2 separate regions of the Mus musculus genome follow, and region 2 is linked to region 1. The links are chromatin contacts, called in public promoter capture Hi-C maps. All regions are on one chromosome and are shown on one strand. Each heading gives the region's core, a stretch centred on a gene start, on an enhancer-like site or on the middle of the called end of the contact. The rest is flanking DNA. Distances are from core to core; before and after follow the strand shown. Region 1 overlaps Gm38528 (a long non-coding RNA gene). Region 2 holds the start of Dlx1 (distal-less homeobox 1).

Region 1 (7,410 bases), core at 4,782-7,281:
AAGGCAAGGTTTCTTTGTGTAGAACAGACTGGCTTCAAACTCAGAGAACTGACTACCAACATCTCCCGAGTGCGGGAGTGCCGTGTGTCACTGTGACTGCTTTAGTTTTGTTTTTTGAGCTCAGGTCTCACTCTAGTTCAAGCCAGCCTTAAATATTTAATATAGGCTGTCTCTCTCACAATAACCCTCCATTCCAGGCTCCACAGGGCTAGTATTTTAGGTGTGAGGCACAGTTCTTAGAGGCTATAATAATTTAGCAATAAATTGACAATATGTATATTATGTATTTATATATTTCTTTAACATAATGGTATTTGACTTAGGGTTGGGTTTTTGGGGTTTTGTTGTTTGTTGGTTTTTGAAACAAGATCTTATTATATAGCCCTGGCTGGCCTAGAATTCACTGTGTAGACTGGTTTTAAAAGAAAACCAAAAATAAAAATAAAATTTAAAGATGCAGAGTTGACCTAGGAAACAGAAACCCTAATGGGACTTCTGTGTCAATGTGCTCTTCATTAAAGACAGTCACACTGACTAGAGGAAGAGATTGAGGCTAAGAATGGCTTCCTACAGTTTGACAAAACAAAACTGAAAACAAAATGTGATTAGAGTCAGAAAAAAATACAAACAAAAGCTATCTTAAGAATGTTGTTGGGGCTGGGAAGATGGCTCAGTGGTTAAGCACCCTGGCTGTTGTTCAGAGAGCCTGGGTCCAGTTCCCAGCACCCACATGACAGCTGACAACTGACACCCTCACACAGAGACTTGCAGGGAAAATACCAATGCACATGAAGTAAACATAAAGTGAAAATAAAGAATTTTGTAAGTAGAAATAAAACTTTGCAGCAATACATCCAAGGAAAGCAATACTGATTGAGCCTATGATGTGCCCGGGGGGTGCCACTGGAGGGTTGCAATTGGAGGAAAAATGTCATTGTTACCCCAAAAGTTGTTAAGGTTTGAACTTCTGTAAAAGCTGACCTGTCTGTAGTCTCTAACTGTCCTTGCTGCTGTGGGAGTTGGTGGGTTGGTGGTATTAGAAGGTAGGAGATGATTGTGTTGCTATCTCTCTCTTTCAAAGGCCTTCATAAGACGCTGTTTGGCTTACCGAAAAGAAGATCGATTTGATGTGCACCAGCTGGCAAATGACCCATACCTTCTGCCACACATGAGAAGATCAAATTCTTCAGGAAACTTACATATGTCTGGGCTGACAGCAACTCCCACACCTCCTTCTTCAAGCATAATTACTTACTGACTCCTCTAAGATTGGCATGACCTCTTCTCTTTGATTGGCTTCCAGATGCACACTTGAATTTGACTGCATTGGACTGTTTGTGGTATTTTTACATGGACATGGTTAAGAAGTGTTTGTGAACTAAGCTCTCCAAGGAGTCCTTGTGTGAGAGTGGATCATGGACAGTGACTAAGTACACACTCACTCCTCACTGCCCTGGAGCAGCACGAAACAGGAATACCATGTTACAGTAGAACAAGGGGACTCTGTAAATAACGTTTATAATACTTAAATATATTTGATTGTTACCAGAGAGTTGTAATATGAAGGGTAGTTTTTCATTATTTAAGAACACATGGAAAAATGAGGAGACATTTGTAACCCGGGAGCTACAGTGCCTGGTACAGCGTCAGCACTCGGCAGCTGATCTACAGAAACCAAAGCAAGAACTGAGTGACAGCAGCCGCTGTGTTTATAACAGAATGTGAGAGTTAGGGTCTTTGGACAGTTGGAGACTTTGTCATTTGCCTATTCTGACTTTTACCAAGTTGTACCTCGAGATCACGTGTCAGTGGTCCGCCGCCCTACCCCCGACCCCTTAACCGGTTATGTTAAAGGCAAGCTGTCGTTTCTGGACACTTTACACCTTTAACACAAAGAGCTGCCTATTTCAAATCAGTTGAAGTTACTAAATGATAGTATTTCCAGGGCTTTCAGTGGGTTAGATTAACAGGCGTTTTTCTTTTGTTTTCAGGCCTGGTTCATTAAAACAGAAGACAGTGTGTAACCAAAAGCAGGCCAGTTGTATGCAGGATAATGATGAATTCCCTTCTGGCTCTATTGTAAACTACTGTACAGATGTCGGATTACAATTACTGAGTTTCAGCAGCTTATTCTTGTACAAATGTTTAAAAATACGGCTTTTCTAATTGGATATTGTATTTTTTTTAAGTCTTCTTGAAGGCGCTTTAATTGCTGCTAAATGATATTGCTTTTTTGCTATAAAAAATTGAATGACCTTGAAGGCACAAGTTGACTGTACATCATAGAGAGATATTAAAAGCAGGCACTCGTTAACAATCAAGGCATGTGCAGTGATCCATGCTGGGCATATTGAGTTCTTCAAATCAGTTTTTTAGGTTCTGGAGCTGTGGAACACATAGAAACTAGATTTATAAATTGTTCATGGTTATTCTACATTTCTAGAAAGTTCTTAGCATCAAGGTGGGATGATAGTCCCATAGAATGTTTCTCGTGGTTTGTACAGATTTGTTAAAATGTGAACATTTTCTAACTACCTTGTGTGGTAGAAACCAATATTTTTTTGGGGATGCTGTATTTCATTCTTGAAAGGATTTTTTTTTCTTTATTGTCAAATTCATAATGCCGAGACTTACATGTAAGTTGTCCATGGTGCAGACAACAGGCTATCCCTGCCAGCCGCCCCTAACATGTACAGTTACACTGTGGCTCTTACCTGGTGTTGCAAGCCATTTCGTTTGTTTGTTTTCATTGTACATAGACACACTGTCTGTTTAAGATGCTGCTGGAATTATAGAGAATGTAGCCAAACAGTAATAAACAATGACAGTAAAAATGTAAAGACTGTGAAAATTACACTCAAAGAACCCTTAAGATTGAGGGTAATAACATAGCTGCTTTACTTAAAAGGCAGGTAAATTCCTTATGCATACTCAGGACAAGCAGGAAGTGTTTCAGGTTGTTAAAGTTAAAAACAAAGTTTAGAAAAAATATTAATAAGAGTATCGGAGATAACGTACCCATGTCTTCTAAGTTTTTCCAAATGTAGATTTAAATAGCCTACTAATACTTGGGCTCAGTGAACCAGTATAACCTTTGTGAGGAACTGGTGCTAGCTGCTAAATAATGTCCATGTTACTCTGGCAGTTTCTACCCATTTGTCTTGAGGTGCTAGCTGTTTTCTTGTCTTCTGGAGTCATCACTGCAGATAAAGTGCACAGTTCTCATCCCTGGGTTGGAGTTTATTGGGAGTAGTTTACTGGGAGAGTTTTGAACTTAGCTCATGGGCTAAGTCCTCAGCATACTGCCCACCAAAAAACAGTAAGTGTGTGCACTTTAATAAACACATGGATGTTGAAAGGAGCAGAGGCTGCCAGGACGACATCACGTTGAGGGTGGGAGATGTGGTTGGTTTTCCGGATGGCCACCATCTTTTCCTACAAAAGAACTTGAGTTTAAATGTGAACACATCAGGTCCTTTTCTAGTATCACTGTAAATTTCCATGTTTTTAAAATAATTTTTCTTCTGAATACACTGAATTTCAGTGTTTTAAAATATTTAGCCTAATTCCAAAACTGCTTTGACAGCTAGTTTCTAAATTGAATTTTTGGATTTTGGCTCATTCTGTAGTGGTTTTTGAGTGTGTATAGCTTGTCCATTTGTATCTGAATTGGCTTTCCCACCCAAAATGCATCTCCACTTATCTTACCTCCTCCCCCCACCCCCATTAATTACTTTATCTAGAGTCTGGTTATGTAGTCCAAGCTGGCCTCAAAGTTGATAGCAATCCTCCTGCCTCAGCCTCCAGAATGCTGGAATTATGTGTGGGCTACTTCACTCAGTGTAGTGGTTTGAATAGGTTTGGTCCCCATAGATTAGTGTGTTTAAGTGGTTGGCCCATAGGAAATGGCACTACTAAGAGGTATGACCTTGTTAGAGTAGATGTGGCCTTGTTGAAGGAAGTGTGTCACTCTGGAGGTGGGCTTAGAGGTCATATATATGCCTAATCTCCTCCCAGTGTGGAACAGTCTCCATTTGGGTGCCTTCGGATCAAGATGTGGAACACTCTCATCTGTTTCTCCAGTACCATGTCTACCTGCATGCTGCCATGATAACGGACTAACCTTCTGAAACTGTAAGCCAGCCTCAGCCAGATGTTTTTCTTTATGAGTCACCTTGTTCATGGTTCTCTTCACAGCAGTATAACCCTAAGAACACAAGAGCAAAGATAGCAGAGCTGTCGAGGGGGTTGGGGTTCGGAAGCCCCCTGAGTGTGTACAGTGCATGCCCACAGGGACTGCTTGTCAGTAGGCAGACCAACTTTACTCAGAGTGACTGAAGGTTTATAAAGTTTGGGGGACTGAGGGTAGGGACATCCAAGATGAGCAAAGGCCATTATTGGCTGAGGACTTTAAGGGACCTAGAATGCCTCATTAGCATGGGGAATCCTCTTGGTAGTCTTGGATGCAGGTTGAATGACTAGGTTTATCAGGAGAAAGGAAATCGATCCTGCAAACTAACCAAGGCTAAATGACATTCCTCGGTAGAGGCAAGTGTGGGGCTTAGAATACCCCAGACAAGGCCAGAGAGAAAACCTCTGCCTAGGAGCGGAGTCGCACATATGTGCCCAGCCCAGAGGCAATCTGGTCGCAGAAGACTCATTTAGAGCTTTCCCACACTAAGACACCCTGTAAAAAATTTTCAATAAGTAAGATTTGAGTGTATAAACCGAATTCAAGATTTATTTTTATAAAACCAAAGTCTCCAGTGACGAGCAGGGTGTGTGGCCCTGGCCTGAGCCCTCTTGGGCCTTGAGCTTGGATGTGAATCACCTGCGCAGGCCCACGCCTCCAGGCACAGAAACCTCACCACAGTTTTGGAAGCAGGATGGTAACAGCTGTTGTCTAGGTTCTCTGTCCCTAGGAAAGGATTCTGGAGGGGATACCCAGAGCTGGGCTAGAAGGACCCTGCTGTGGCCAGTGATGGCTATGCGCAGAGCTCTGCTGTGCTTTTCCGTTATCTTTCTGTGTCTCAGTCGTTTGAAGTAAGATGGGTGGATGGACGGACTGCTCTTCAATAGAGGAAGCTGACGTAACAGCCACATGCTCACTGATGCATCAGAAGAGGAGAGACGGGCCAGGCGGTGGTGGCGCACACCTTTAATCCCAGCACTCGGGAGGCAGATTTCTGAGTTCAAGGCCAGCCTGGTCTACAAAATGAATTCCAGGACAGCCAGGGCTACACACACACAGAGAGAGAGAGAGAGGAGAGAGAGAGAGAGAGAGAGAGAGAGAGAGAGAGAGAGAGAGAGAGGGAGGGAGGGAGGGAGGGAGGGAGGGAGGGAGGGAGGGAGGGAGGGAGGGAGGGAGGGAGAGAGAGAGAGAGAGAGAGAGAGAGAGAGAGAGAGAGAGAGAGAGAGAAGGAGCTGGGCATCATAACACATACCTGCAACCTCGGAATCAGGGATGTGTGGAGGAGAGAGAGAGCATTATAGCCTGGCTGGGCCTATAAAAAGGTAGACAGACAGACAGACCAATCTATCTATCTATCTTTGGAAGCCTGAAATGTCACTTTTCAGTGGTGACAAAAATCAAAGAGCAAGTGTGACTTTTTATATCATCATAAAAGAGCAAACCTAAAGAAAAGTGTTGGAACGCTGTCAGCACTCACTGTTGGTGCTGAGTCACTGGAGCGCACCCTTGTGACTAAGCTCATTTCAGGTAAGATGAAGGTGAGTGCAAACCAGTGCTGTCCTTGCTGTGTTCCCATGCCTTCTGCAGGCGGGCCACCCACCAGTAGGACCTGTGTGCCCTCCCCAGAGAGGCTTCCGGGGTGTTGATGCCTCCCCATGGAGGAGCCAGAAAGTAGCTCTGGGCTTCTCCCTGCCCACTGTTCTCTTCCTAAGGAGAGCCTTGGAACTGACTCAGTAGCTCACTCAAAAAAAGTTCTGGAAGTTTGGAAAAGCTTCAGTGCGTCTCTCCACGTCTAAGGACTGAAAAGCATGCGCACCCCTGCCCCCTCAGGCGTGCTTCCCGCCCCCTCACGCACACTTCCCGCCCCCTCACGCATGCCACCATGGGAGCACTCAGCACAGCCTGCCTTCCACACAGAATCCATTTCAGATTTTCATGTAAGCTTCAAGGCTCCTTGACTGTTGGGAAAGCCTTAGGCCAAACCATGACCCCACCATCTCATCTGAGTTAATTGCCTGCTGTATATGTGTTAATTCATCCACTTAGCAGGCGATACCAAGGTCTTCTGTAAGACAGGGTAGTCATCAAACTTAGACACTAAAGTTGCTGAAAAATGAATGTGGTGTTTAGCTGTGGTTTTAGGTGTTTCAATTTTTTAATTATCTTGTCTACTAATGACCAAATTCATACGTTCTTTTTAAAGATTCAGGAAAAGGATAATGTGGGGACGGGGTGGAGGAGGCTGGCGTCTCTGGCTTGGAAGTCAGCTGTGGCTTTGTCTTCCATATTAGTTTATTAGTGTGAGCATAGTCACTAACTTCTATGGGAGGCTTCCACATCTGTAAACTTTACTAACTGCCCCTGCCTAGCAGGAACCTAGCACAGGAACCCACACCTGAGTGAGGGTTAGAGACACCCCCCTCCAGGCCCCCCCAGCCAGCCATTGGGCGGCCCTAAGAAGAGATGGACGACTGGGCAGCAGCCAGCCCCTGGTTTTGATGTGCTTTTGAACCCATATCTGGGCATGACAGTCAGTATGAGGCCTGCCTGTGGCTCTCAAGAGTCCCTCAACTGCCTTAGCACATGGGGGTGGGGCACAGTTGGGTAGGTTGGATTCTGTCTCCCAGGTAAATGCTGCTCCCCACTTTGTGCTCTGTGGATCTGCAGCCACGGTGGACACTAACACTGGTGGCTGGCTTGTTAACATTTTTTTTCCCATGACAATTTTAACTCTCCAGTAGGAATGGGTTTTCCTTCAGTTTGTAAAGCTTTTTCAGAAGAATAGGTTATCTAGCAGACACAGTTTCAGCTCCGAAACATAGTTTCAAGTCTAAAAGAAACCTCTTTGAAGAGACCCTGCCCCCTCAGCATTATCAGAACACATTCATCAAGATTCGGAGTTCCCCAGGAGTGGCCATATTAGTTACGGAATCTAAAAAGCATGGGCAGGATTATCTTATGTGTGCATTAATCAATAGCGTGTTTACCTTACTTATCTTTGCTTCCCTCCAGCAATGCACATGGTTTTTGTTTTTTGGTGGGGTTTTGTCTTTTAGGAGAAAGAGCTATGTTAAAGTGTAATTTTATTTTGTTGGGTTTCTTTCCTTTTTAATTCTAAAAGAAGGTCTTGACCTTTAGTATTAAATGGGCTGATTTGTAAGGATGCTTTAGAGAAAATAATTGACTTTCTAGTGGCGCTAATGTTAAATGACCACAAA
Region 2 (7,410 bases), core at 1,280-3,779, 820 kb before region 1:
CTGGGCGACGTTTATGGAAGACCTCATGCAGCACAATGCAATAACAATAAAGAAAATTTAAAACCTAGATAGGAACGGGGTGGGGGGCGGGGGCATTTGTTAAAATTAGATCTCCTTTCCTCGTAGGACTATTGGAAGAGGCTACAGCGTCTTTGTTAAACTCTTTAGACTCAAACCAATTCTCCCCCCCACCCCCAACGGTGTATTTGCTTTCCCCAGCTCCAACCTAAATCTAGAGACAGACTGGCCCTCGTTCGAATGCCTAGGAACTGCCCAGGGTCTTAGAGAAGTGCAGGAAGAAAAAAGAAAAATCTCACTTTTTTTTTCCCCCTTCTTCTTAAGGATCTGGAACTTGGGAAGTGAAGGGCCAGAGGGAAGGATCTGCCTCTGCCACCTCGCAAGAAGAAGGAGGTGGGGGAAGCAGGCTTAGGCCCAGGACCTGAGTGATTAGTGGCACACTTTAAAGGCTAAGGAAGATTAAATCCCCCTTCTATTGTTCCAGTTGTTCAGGCACGTGTGACCTCAGAACCTCCAAACAAAACGTCTGGGGAAATCCTTCCAGTTCCCTGCCTGGTCAGAAGACCAGGTAGCCTGCAGGTCAGAGAGTAGGGTCCGAGCTAGGGCAAACAGTTTGAGGGAGGAAGAGGAGACGCTGAAAGTCAGAGGTGGATACACACACACACACACACACACACACACACACACGGGTTGGGGGGCGGACTGTGACACCTAGAACCAGAGGCCCAGCGAACAAAAAATGTGAAGCCTGGGGCTGGAGCCCAGCTCCCGAGGCTTGTTTGGCAGAGCGGCCAGGTACCTGCGTCTGTGTGAGTCCCAAGGAGGCCGCCAGCTCCGCCCTCTCAGGCAGAGCTAAGTACTGAGTTTGTTGGAACCTCCGGTTCAAAGCCTGCAACTGCAAACTGGAATAAATTGTCCTGGGTTTACGGATCTTTTTCCCTTTGCCGTTAAAGCGCACCTCGCCGCCTTCCACCACCGTACTCTTCTCGGAGTCCGCCCCTGGAGGGACAACAGAAGCAGAGACCCTTGTTAATGCTGCACTGCCTTTAGTGAGGAGGGACGAGAATGAATGTCTATGGATGGGTTGGCAGAAGTAGGGTCCGGAAAAGAACGTTCAAGAAACCCTGAAAGACTGCGAAGGTCCCTCAAGGTCCGAGCGCACGTCCCTGGCTGCTGCAGACAGAATTGGGTCGTTCCCAAGAGCGCAGCTATTGCCTTTGCAGAGAAAGTTTGCTATTTTTTGCAGGCGGTAGTTGAGGTTTAATTACCCTTAATTGCATACATTGTTTATAGCGCTACGCAATAAATAATTACCGAGACTAATACGTGCACATGTGGGTTTCTGTTTTCCAGCAGGGCATTGTGTGCTCGGCGCACCGAGCGGCCCAGAGGCCCAGCCAGTGCCAGGAGACGCGCTCGGATTTATCCTTTGCTGGACAGTTGTAAATTGAATTGACTTATAATTTTTTTCTTTTCAGTGACAAGGATCCACAGATTGATATCCGAAACCTCTACTACTTCCGCGCTTTCCCCACCCCCACCCACCTCTCTACCCCACACTCTCTTGTCTTTTCTCTTTCCCCCTCCCCTTCTCCCCCTCTCTCCTATTCTCCTTCCCTTCTCTCCTTGTCCCTGGCAAGCGCACGTACCTGGGTCCTCCAGGCGGCTCTGGGCGAGGCTGGCGCTGCCGGGGTAGGACTGCACGGAACTGATGTAGGGGCTGGACGCGTGGCTGCTGACCGAGTTGACGTAGGGGTAGCCCAGCGGTCGGGAGAAGGATGAGGCCGAACTGTAGGCACCGTCGGGCTGCGAATGGCCCGCCGAGTGTAAACAGTGCATGGAGTAGTGCCCGTGGGACATGGGAGAAGGAGACATTTGCTGGTTGGGCGGCCCAAACTCCATAAACACAGCCTTGCCCGACACGGGGCTGTTGAGACTTTCTGGCATGGTGGTCATGGTCATCTCTTCTCGCGGGGTCTGGGTGTGGGTCTTTCTCTCCTCTGCTTCCCTTTTGGGGGTCTCTATGTTTCTCAGGACAGGAAGGAACCCAATTTAAGCGGAACAGGGGTTTTCACTTTCCATTCATAAGAAAATGGAGTTTGTCTCTTTGAAAAGTCTAAGCATGATGCTGCCGAGCTCCCCAAACTCGGTTCAAAGCTTTGACTCAGCCAAGGTCATAAATATTCATGAGCTGGTGGAGCTGATTGGTCGGCTCTCTTGCATAATCACCGGGGATTGGTCCGAGAAGCTCGGGCTCGGCTGGACTAGAGCGGGCGACGCGGCCCGGCCTGGGGAGAATCCGGTCCACACGTCCCGGCCGGGGCTCCTCTGCAACAGAGCGCGCGGAGCGGGACGCACAATGGGCTGCGGCGTCCGCGCAGGAACCTCGAAGGCGCGCGACTCCAGCCTCCCGCCTCCCTCGCGCGCTTCCCGCCCCAGAAACCAACCAGCCGCGCCCTGCCGTCGCCCTCCCCCTTGCTGTCCCCACCCTTCGCCCGCCCCCAACGCCTGGGACCCCGGACCACTTCTTCTTGAGGTCACCTAGTCCGGTGCGGAGCGCCGCTCCAGAGTCCGGCCGCGGTCTCTGGATCGCGGAGTCGCGCACTGGGCGACAACCCAGGTAGCCTGCAGCCAGCGGTCCTTCTGAGCGTCTTGTGCCTAGCTCAGCGCGCTCCAGGCCGCGCCTCCCAGGTTGGGGTTCTCTCGGCCACATCCCGGGGATCTGGGTTTGGGGGCCCTCTGGCCCAACTCACTCACTCGGCCGCCGCCCCGCCGTTGCCACCGTTCCCAGGGGCTTGCTCGCATCTCTCCAGGCCCAGCTGGCCACTCCAGCTCGAGGCTGCACGGGTCTGATCAAAGCAGTGCGCGTGGAGAGCCAGGAACCCACGCTTCTCCACCCAGGAAAGGCGGCCGCACCGCCTCCCCCCTCCTTTCCCTCCCAACCTTCCTGCCTCCCCCTCCCCTCTCCACTCCCCCTGAGCCACGAGCCCCGGGCTCACTCGCCCCGAGGGCGCGGCTCAGCGTGGAGTCCTGAGGGCCCGCAGTCGCCTGGTGGCTGGTGCATCGAACTCCTGCCAGGTGGTCATTTTCCGACCTCCTGGGGTCTGGCCAGAGTACTTGGGGTTTGGGAGTCCTAGGGAGACACCGACACCCTCAGCAAATCCTGATCAGTGGTAGGCTTGAATATTTGTGTTTAGATATGCCCCTCTCTGTCGCCCGATCTCTTCCTCACCTCCAGTGGCCAAAGCTGGAGCCTCCGGGCCCGGGGGTGAGGTGGGGAAGCTGGTGAAGGAAAGAGCTGCCAAAGCGCGCTGTCTACCATCTGGGTGCAAGTGTTGAAAAGTGCACAAAAGATTCTCTCGCACTCCACCCCCCCACTACTACCACACACCACCTCGCGTGGCGCAAACTACGCTGGTTGCTAGGGACTGTTGGTTCCCAATCCCGCCAGCCCCACGATGAATCCCAAATTACTTTGTTAGGTAATTAGAAAGTGTTGATAATTATTTCTTTCATAATTTAGCGGTGTGACGGGGACCGGGGGAAATGATCTTGTGAAAGTTCACACGTGCACACGTATTAGTTACTGATTCATTTGATTAAATGGTAGTCTCAAGTGCTCAGATCCGCAGCTGAAGGCGCCCCATTAGCATAACACTGATGTTTAATTTTCATACGCATAATTAGCCATATATTTAACACTAATAGCAACATGCAGCCTTTCAGCGTTAAACAGCCCGGGGATTTGATCTGGCCTGAGCTGAACCTGCGCCGCGGCACCTTCCCCTATCTGGAGTGCACAGTGATCACAGGGAGACCTCTGTAATCAAGCACATTTTGGCAGAGGGAACACCAATAAAAATGAACATTCAAAACAAATTACATCGGTGATGTCGTTACAGATATGAGTACAGGGGATTCATTCTCATTCTCTCTCTCTCTCTCTCTCTCTCTCTCTCTCTCTCTCTCTCTCTCTCTCTCTCTCTCTCTCTCTCCTTCAGCAGCAGCTCCTGCCTAAAGATTTCCTCTTCTGATTAAAGGCATGAGGCTGTGCGCAGAAACATTTCATGCAGCATGTTGGTTGGAGCAAAAGAGAAAAACAAAAGAAAGAGGAAAAAAACAAAACAAAAAACAACAGTCCAAAATTCGTAAACCAATAAAGGGTTTGCCATCGCCTGAAAGGTTTTTTGTTTTGTTTTTGTTTTTTCCTTAATCGCCAAACCACAAGGTGAGGCTTTGTAACACCAACCAACTAAGAACTCCAACTCGCCTCGTCCTGGTCTTCCTGTCGTACTCGCGATTTTAATAGCTCCTTCTTAGTGCCTGTTTTGGGGTGTGGAGTGCCGTCCTGTGCGCCCAACGCAGCCGCTTGGATGCCATCTGAACCGAAGGTCTCTTCGCCTTGCGGGCCTTGCCCATGTAAGTGATCGCTGCGGTTGTGCGCCGGGGTTGGGATGGGGAAAACTGGACTGGTGTCTCTTGGAATTTAGTGCAAGGTATGGGGACGTCGGATGGCCGGATTGCCTAGGACCAGTTTATCCCAGAGACTGGTTGGGTTGGGGAACCAGAGAGCGACCATGGGTCTACTAGGTGCTCTGTCCTTCCACTTAGCAGAGCAGGAGGCCAGGCTGGCTACTGGGAACGGGTGGGCACGATAGGGTTTCAGAGTCTGGCCACATTTAGAACTGAGCTGTGTGTAGGTGAGGGAGCACACTTGAGAATTATTTCCTAACTCAAGGAAGCAAGTCTTGGGAGAAACTGAGCCGGGTCCCTGAAAGAGTGTACAGGCCTCAGCAAACTTCAGGAAGTGAGATCTTATCTCTACTTTGTGAGTCCCGGTGTGCAGTCCTCCAACTGACCCAACTCTAAAGTGACACACCTGCTCCAAAATGCTCAGACCTTTGCCAGCCCAAGTATGAAAGGAACTTAGACTCTCCCATTGGTCCTGAAGGTTCCAGATCGGGAGCAGAACTCACGGGAGTCACCTCAGGAGCCAACAGCTCAGGTAGCCAGCTTACACTTCCTGTCTGGAATCCCTGCGGTTCAGGGTTAGGCGTCAGGTCAATTTAGTTGGTCAGCTGATGAGGAAGTGGAAGAGAGGAGGCTCTTAAAAAACAAAAACAAAACAAAACAAAAAAACGAACCCTACTTCTCAGTCTTAACTTCAAAGAACATTACACAAAATTCCTTTAAGTTTGTTTCCTACAGAGCTGCTGCGTTTAGCAGCACAGGCTAGATTACTAAATCAGATTATATACCTTCCCCATAAATACCTTCACCTGCAATAATTGTCCCAGTGGTTGGTGAAATCCTGTGGTCCTAATAAAACTATCCTTAGGGGGACCTAAGAGTAAACTGATCTGCAGATAAAGACACTACATGCTAATCTGATTGCTCTAGAAAAGAAGTGAAGTCATTCTCTGGCAAGTATCTTTAAGGCAGCTGGCCCTGATCCTCTCTAGGGAATATGGATGCTCCGTGGTCACAGCTTCAGTCTCTGAGTCTCTGCCTGGCGAATTCCAGAACACCTCAAAAGTTTGCCAGTTGATCTTTAAAATTCCCCATTCCTTCTTACCCTCAAACAAAGTCGGTTTAGAATTGCCGCCACACAACTCTCTACATCTCTAGATGTAGACAAACTGATCTGGGGAGTTGGGGACCATGGATGAATTCCCAAGTTTAGAGGAGAGCTGAAATGTACCACTGTGGGCAGTACTTGTCCCCAGCTTCCCACCTCCTCCTCCATGGCTCTGGGTGTCCTGCTAACTCCCTGGGGGTGCCTCTATGCTATCAATCCTGGCAAATGTAAAATCTCCTTGGCTCCCCAGACGATCCAAGCCCTATTAAGGACTCGGGCCACCTGGCCATTTGCATGAACACAAGCCAGAGTTCACAGAGGTTCTGATGTTCTTGCCCCCCGCTGGCCATGCCCAGAGGGGACTGTCTTCCTGTGAGGACTGTCTTCCTGTGAGGCCCAGCCTAGCCCACCCTGAAGGTAGGTTCAACAGATCTCTGACAACAAGGGAAAGCAGAGTGCTTTGGGCAGGAATGTATTTCTGCTCCTGAAGCAGGTGGGCCCTGCAGGCAAGTTGATCCATAGTTAAAACGGAGTTCCAGATGAGCCCAACTAGGACCTTATCTCAAATGTGCCTGGTGTCTTTTCTCTCAGAGATCCTGTGAAGTCTCAGGAATACCTGATTTGTATAGCCCAGGGAAGCCTGTCCCAGGACTGCAGTCAGGAGAGGACAATTTAAGGACTAGCTGGGCTCTAAACTCAAAATCTAAAGAATGGGGTTGCAGCTTAAATTTTTAGTACAACAAATGGTCTAGTGGGGGGAGCGTCTCAGGCTGGCAGGGGGATCAAGCATGGCTGGCTGCTGGTGAAGAGCCTCAGGGATCTGTAAGGGGTTTGGACTGCTCACATCTTCAGAAAGCCTAAACCTATGGTCCACAGTCAAGACAACGTTTGCAGGCAATGCTCCCTGGCTCATCCTCTCTGGGGCAAACCTCAATGAAGAGGAAATTGGGGTGGAAGCAGGTGCTTGCCTCTGGAAGTGCCCACAGCTCAGCCATGTTAAGATCAACAAGGGTGGGGTGGGGGCGGGTGAACCAGAGTAAAAGAGAGTTTAAAGAAAGAGTTCTGGGTTTTGTTTTGTTTTTGTTTCCCTTTCTGCATGCATGTTAAAGTTTGGAGACTCTAAAACTAATCACCTGCCCCTCCCCCTCTGTAGCTGCCACACGTACAGACTGGACACAATAGGTTTGAGAGTTTTTTTTTTTTTTTTTTTTAAACTTGGGCGGAATATGGACAGGAAAAGGGCGAACCACCTGCCCAGGAAGGGAGGTTTGTTTTTCTAGCCACAAGGGCTGTCCTGTTGGACCTGAGTCCCCAGAGCCCGTCCTCTCTGCGTTTTCTCCTAGACACTGCAGACTTGTGTGTGGCCTGGGGATGCTTTCTCAGTCCTCTGGGTCTTGGTGGCCTTCTGGCCGATTCTCAGGCTTCTTGTGGCAGTTTGGTCAGTATCTCCACTCCCCTTGGCGTGATGAGGACTGTGTGCTCGAACTGCGCAGACCTGAAACACACGGGGCTGCTGTCGGGACACTGCAGTGTGCCTCGGCCTTCCCTTTCCCCAACAGTTCAAAAATCACAGGGCAAACACCTTTGGTTGTCTAGGGAGACCACGGTCCATGCGTCCTCAAGGACTTTAAATTCTGGGGAACCTTCAGTGATGATTGGCTCTGTAGGAGAGAAACTATTTAGTATAGTAGATATTGTTTCAGTAAGTAACATGAGAGAGAGAGAGGTTATAAGGAGGCCCCTCCCTCCCTGAGTGTTTTACCCACAGTTGGTGTTGTCATCTTATAAGGGCTAATAATTGATGCTGCTTACAC

Evidence for each region. Promoter capture Hi-C pulls out the DNA fragments that hold promoters and counts their contacts.
Region 2: a contact with region 1 is called in a promoter capture Hi-C map of embryonic stem cells, with 3 times the contacts expected there. The contact joins the promoter of Dlx1 here to the enhancer-like site in region 1. A contact is called at or near these places in 17 of 39 promoter capture datasets (the 3T3-L1 cell line, 3T3-L1-derived adipocytes, the C10 cell line and 12 more), 5 of 115 datasets of contacts at active chromatin or transcription factors (SST interneurons, T-cell acute lymphoblastic leukemia, embryonic forebrain and 2 more) and 1 of 9 other capture datasets (embryonic tail).

Annotation. Positions count from the first base shown.
Region 1 is chr2:70,707,837-70,715,246 of GRCm38.p6, reverse strand. Gm38528 (a long non-coding RNA gene) reads right to left here. Exons shown (of 4, transcript XR_866403.3): 2 at 5,445-5,504; 3 at 4,124-4,207; 4 at 2,607-3,435. Tlk1 (tousled-like kinase 1) reads left to right here. Exons shown (of 20, transcript NM_172664.3): 20 at 1,082-2,840. The coding sequence ends at 1,258. Among named protein-coding and RNA genes, the nearest start is that of Gm38528, 7.2 kb to the right of the region's middle. Within about 2 kb of position 6,031, at least 19 of the 459 cell types and tissues checked have an H3K27ac peak or open chromatin away from gene starts, as enhancers often do. A contact at or near this core is called in embryonic stem cells and trophoblast stem cells, where this site is marked.
Region 2 is chr2:71,524,564-71,531,973 of GRCm38.p6, reverse strand. Dlx1 (distal-less homeobox 1) reads right to left here and starts at 2,529. Exons shown (of 3, transcript NM_010053.2): 1 at 1,668-2,529; 2 at 818-1,017. The coding sequence starts at 1,980. Metap1d (methionyl aminopeptidase type 1D (mitochondrial)) reads right to left here. Exons shown (of 10, transcript NM_025633.3): 9 at 7,179-7,257; 10 at 6,783-7,091. The coding sequence ends at 7,013. It also overlaps Dlx1as.